Regions from separate parts of the Macaca mulatta genome. Here region 1 is linked to region 2. Evidence: chromatin contacts called from public Hi-C data. All regions are on one chromosome and are shown on one strand. Each heading gives the region's core, a stretch centred on a gene start, on an enhancer-like site or on the middle of the called end of the contact. The rest is flanking DNA. Distances are from core to core; before and after follow the strand shown.

Region 1 (2,700 bases), core at 124-2,623, 93 kb before region 2:
CCATGACATCTTAGATTAAGGATTAAATGCTAAACAGTTCTTGTTTGTGATTCCTTCCCATCTGAAAGCATTCCCCGCCCCCCCCGCCCCCCCCCCACCTTTTAGACTCTCTAGTCAGTTGTGAACCATGACATAGCCTCTGTTTACACTGAAACTGCAAATCTGATGCTGATATGTCAGCACCACAATACTGAGGTATTTGGGGTGTTTTGTTGTTTTCACTAACTTTGGGGACGGGATTCACATGCAATAGACATTAACTGAATACAATTTGGTTGACCAAGCATATTTGAAAGACAGCTGGGTGGAGATGCAGGTGAGCCAGCATTCTGGGTGTACGTGCAAACCAGTGTGTGGAAGGCGGGGAGTCAGCTGCACTTCCTGCAGCACCCCACATCCTGATAGCTGCACAGTAAATCACTAGTTTCCTTGGACGAGGAGTTCCCAGAGGAACTGCGGAACCCCAGTGTCTTGAGTGAAAGGCAGAACCTGCTCTGTTCACCTTGTCCGTGCCTACATTCTTTATCAAACTGACCTGTCTTCCTGCTGGGAAACTGCCCCACTCCACCCACCTGGTGCCTCCCTGGATTCCTGACTGCCATGAGGTTATTTTTTAACCTGCTCTTCCTTGAAAAGCACCACCCCAATGATCCAGAACGTGGACTCCTCCCCTCTGGTCACTCGGACCATCCCACTCTAACCATCGTCATCTGCCTCTAAAAGTCATGGAAAATTAGCAGCAATAGATCGGTCTTCAATTCCTCTAAGCCCCTTTCGTACTTTTAATTCGCCGAAATTACTAGCAGGAAAGAGAGAAGAGGGGAAATGCATGGCTTCTGAGCAGGGCATGGGTGGGCTGGGTGGAACCGGGACTATCGTTTTAAATTCAATTGCCCCGGGTCCTGAGGGCCACTTCTGGTAATTTAAGCTATGGCTTAGGGCGAGGTTTAAAAAGTAAGAAAGGAATGACTATCTTGAGCCTCCAAGGAGAAGCACTGCAAATCCCCCCGCCCCCAAATACAACCCAGGTTCTGGGAATCCCAGCCCTGCCCTGGGGACAAACCCCAAACCCAAATAAACAGCGCCCTCCTAGGCGCTGACAGCCCACCCAGCTTTGTCTCTATGGGTCCCTGCCCCTCCGGCAAGTTGCCCGGACGGGCGGGACCCGGACCAGCCTCACTCTTGTCGCCCAGGCCAAGCCGGGCCGGGCCGAGGGGTGGGGGAGTGGGCGGTCGGGGAAGCGGGGGGCGGAGTTCCGTCCTCTGATGATTGGCTCCGCGCGGATGGGCTGCGGCTGCGCCCGGCCAACCCGCGGCGTGTTGCTATGTGCTGAGTCGAGGGGATAGGCGCGGGGGTGCGTCCGTCACGGGGTAGCCCCCGGCCCGGACCCGGAGGGATGCGGAGTGGCGGCCGCGGCAGTGGCGGAGACTGTGGCTTTAAGAGCGCGCCGGGAGCCCGAGCCCCATCCGGGCCGCGCTTCGCCGCTGCGCACCGCCGCGGAGCCGAGCCCCGCGCTGGCCGGACGGGGCCGCCTGCCGCCGGGTGAGTGCGCCGGAGTGCGGCGCGGGCTGGTCGCGCGTGGGCGTGGGGCGCACTGTCAGCGCGGGCTCTGGGTCCCCGGCCCCGGACCCCGGACTCCCCCGGCCGGGCCTGCGCGGGGTTGGAGGTGCGGCGCTCTCGGTTCCGCGTGGGGTCCCCGTGGGGGCCGCGGGCGCCGGGGGCGGGGAGCCGCAGCCGGGCCACGTGACCGGTTTGTTTACAAACATTGCCGGGCCCGCGGCTGCTCACTGAGAGCCCGGGGCGCGGGACCCCCGGTCGGGGTGGAAGACGCACGGCAGGGGCCGGGCAAGTCTGCGGGGCCAGGTTTGGGGTGGGGGCGCGGAGCTGGGATCGCCGCTTCCTCCTCCGCGTCGTCCCCGCGGGTTCGGACTCCGTGGGGTCCGGGTGGGGCTGGAGACGCCCTCCGTCCACTCGTGACGCCGCGTCTCCTTCGGAGAGTCCTGGGGACACTTGGACACAGGGCACCGCCCTGGGGGCCTCCCACTGTGGGACTGGGCGCCGTCGAAATTTCTCGGAGCGCGTCGTCGGCCCCGGCCCGAACCGAGGTAACCGCAGTCGAGTTCCTGCCTGGCCGCGTCCTGGCGCCTCCCCGGTGTCCTTGCCAAGGGGGTGGGCGCGAAGTCCTGCCCAAAGGAACGCGGGGGCCTCTGCCGCGAGCGCCTCCCCGGAGCTGGCGCTTAGGGGCGGCCCCGACCTTTCGCCACTTCCAGTTTACCGTAGTTGGCCGCCGACCTCCTCTGGTGTCTTTCCCAGAGTGGTGGGCTTTCCTCCGGTCTTGGGGGCGTGCAGGGGTGGGGGACACCTGTTCTTTTGGACTTCTTGTCCAGAAGATTGCTACCTCTGTGCGAGAGTTTAAAAAGCCAGGTGAGCGAGTGTCCCGTTTTCCTCCGCTTAGTGCGGAGCTGCACCCTCTCCCGGCCTCCAGTCCCGCCGCTGTGAATGGCCCCAGGGAACTGCTCCGAAGCTTTCCGGGGGTTTTGCTTTCTGGCTTTTCTGCTGATTTTGCTGTCCTTGCAACTTGGGAGGCTCTTGAGTGAGTCCTTGCCTTTGGTGAATCTGAAGGCTAACGAGGCAGCTGTCTTTTTCTCCCTGCCCTTCCTTCCTTGCTCTTCCTTGTCCCAAAGCATTGGGTAAGAAGGG
Region 2 (2,702 bases), core at 93-2,592:
CCCTTGCTGGTGCCCCTCAAGTTTATCATGAGGACGATAAACTTGCAAAGCTGAGATGCGCCCATCACGGTGAGCAATTCTCTCTATTTCTTCTCTTCTGGGGAATGAACAGGCTTCATATGCTTTTCCCTGAGGCCAGGTTTCTTACCCAAACCTGTCCCTGGAGTCTTTGGTCTGAAATAAGAAAGGAGTTTTGAGTCAGCAGGAGAGCCACTCTTCACTGTGAATTACACAGCAACTCCTTGTGGAGCTGCCCGTACCCTTCCCCCGGGTACACATCAATCAATCGAAATATTTCTCAAATATCTACCCCATACCCAGAACTGGGCATTTAGGTACGTGGTTCAAGTTTCAGATTCTTCCAGCAGATGGTTTGTATGGGTAAGAAAAAGGATTGGAGGTCAGGTAGGCAGCAGAGCAATCCCCAACTCTGCCTTTTTAAAAGCGGTTTCAGTTGCGCATCCTTGGAATTGATTCTGGGCAGCTGTTAATTGCAAAACTCACTGCCAATTATCGATAGCTAAAGTGGCATTGGAGAGCTTCTCATGGTAAAAATAGGGGCAGGTAATAGATGAGAAAATAGCTTTACATTTGAGAAGAGAGGATGGGAACATATTGTCTCAATCTTGCTGTGTTCGAGGTTTCCTTTGTCAGCCTGGGTTCTCTCCCAGGGCTGGCCAGCAAAGTCTACTTAGTGACCTCCAGCAAATAGCCCACCAGCAAGCTACTTAAGATTAGAGCAAAACTTTGTCTTGGCAGCAAGAACAGAGGGGATCCTGCTGAGTTGAGGGGATCCTGCTGAGTTCAGGGCATCCTGGTTCTCACCAGGCTCAGTCACATTAAACAGCCAATACCACTTTTAGGAAAACCCGTGTTGAATGTTAAATGTACTTTTGCCTCATTTGGGGGGTTATGATTGTCCAATTCAGCTGGTAGTTTGTGTACCAACCTTCAAATCGGCAAACGATGGTTATTCAAGGACGTTTCTTGAAGCCTAGATGGTACATGTTTACCTTAAAAAGCAAAACCAAAAAACAGAAACAGGAAAAAGTGCCCTGGGGAGTAAAACCAAAAGCATGTGGTAGACAGACACAATGCAGGCCTGAGTGTTTTGAACAATGCTCATGGCCCCAGCCTTGACACTGGGGAAACTGGGAACGTGGTCACAGACTTCCTGTGTCAAGTGTTTCCCTGGATTTCCTGGAATCCAACTCGAAGTGCCACTTCCCCTGGTGCCACCAAGGAGTTAAGCTTTGGTTCTGTTCTCCCAGTGACTAAGAATGCTCTGTGTGGCTCTGAGATCATCCAGAAAGAAACTGACAGCCGGCGTGGGAAGTGTGTGAGCTTTCAGTGCTCTTGAAATGCCTTTGATGGGCATGGTGAGAGAGCAAAAGGCTTATTGCCACCTAGTGCCCCTGATTGTGTAATTTCGTCGTGAGCTCTTGTTTCTTCTTTTGAATTTTGCATAATTTCAAATGAAGATCTCCAACTCCTTGGGGAGCTTGATTCTGTGATGTGTGAGTTATTCTATGGAGCTATTCTATATTTTAGACAGCAAACATATCCCACCACTTGGAAATATCGCCCATTTTGATTGAAAACAAAGTAGAATCAATTGACCTGACCAAATCACACGTGGTGTGTGTGAGGGAGGGAGACTGGGTCTTCCCACTCCTGATGTTTTCTTTCTTCTGAAAGGAGTCCAAACACTCCTGGCTTCTCTCCGCCTGCCCCCTCTTCCCTGAGAAGGAGGAGTGGTTTAATATGACTGGTGAGTTTGGAAGGAGGAACTGTGCCTTATATCATCCTCTCTTCTTTTCTTCTTGGGAGCAAGCTTCGCTCCCGCGGGGTGGGAAGAGGAGGCCCATTCCAGCTCAGCTGCCTGTCACCAAGCTGCCAAGTCTGCCTAATTCTGAAGTTGAGTATCGGGAAGCTCGTTTGTCTGATGATATAAGCCACGTTCTCTAATATCAGCTTTATCAGTAGAAAAGGTTATTTTTGGTCCTTGTCTAGCTTGCTGCTATCTTCTGATTCAATTCAAAATTCACAGAGAAGGGAGCAGACTGCTATTTTGGGGCCTCCTCAAAGACCCCAACGTATTTACTGGAAGATTTCCTGTGATTAGGAAAATGCCAGTGTTGGGGTAAGGTCCGACTTCTAGATCCACATCGTCACTTTCTTACAGAACACCAGATTCCTTGCTGTCAGCTGAGTAAAGAGAGTTCATGGGTGTTCCTTGCAGCTAAAATGCATCCATTCAAAAGTTATTTATTGAATCCTTACTATGTGCCAGGGAACACATAGGTGATCAAGAGAAACACAGTCTTGGGCCGGGCGCGGTGGCTCACGCCTGTAATCCCAGCACTTTGGGAGGCCGAGCTAGTTGGTCACTTGAGGTCAGGAGTTTGAGACCAGCCTGGCCAACATAGTGAAACCCCATTTCTACCAAAAATACAAAATATCAGCTGGGCGGGGTGGCAGATACCTGTGGTCCCAGCTACTCGGGAAGCGGAGGAACAAGAATCACTTGAACCCAGGAGGTGGAGGTTGCAGTGAGCCAAGATCACACCACTGCACTCCAGCCTGGGCGACAGTAGTGAAACTCTGTTTCAAAGCAACAAAAAAAAAAAAAAAAAAAAGAAAGAAAGAAAAAAGAGAGGGAGACACACTCTCTACTGTCACACAGTTTATAATTTAACTAG

What was found. Hi-C and Micro-C count contacts between places; a contact is called where the count stands out from the background.
Region 1: a contact with region 2 is called in a Hi-C map of CD4 T cells, with 4 times the contacts expected there. The contact joins the promoter of YPEL2 here to the enhancer-like site in region 2. A contact is called at or near these places in 7 of 14 Hi-C or Micro-C datasets (CD4 T cells, blood, cortical neurons and 4 more).

What each region holds. Positions count from the first base shown.
Region 1 is chr16:50,658,656-50,661,355 of T2T-MMU8v2.0, reverse strand. It overlaps YPEL2 (yippee like 2), which reads left to right and starts at 1,373. Exons shown (of 6, transcript XR_013406407.1): 1 at 1,373-1,542.
Region 2 is chr16:50,565,246-50,567,947 of T2T-MMU8v2.0, reverse strand. No RefSeq gene overlaps it. Among named protein-coding and RNA genes, the nearest start is that of YPEL2, 93 kb to the left of the region's middle. Within about 2 kb of position 1,342, at least 16 of the 40 cell types and tissues checked have an H3K27ac peak or open chromatin away from gene starts, as enhancers often do. A contact at or near this core is called in CD4 T cells, where this site is marked.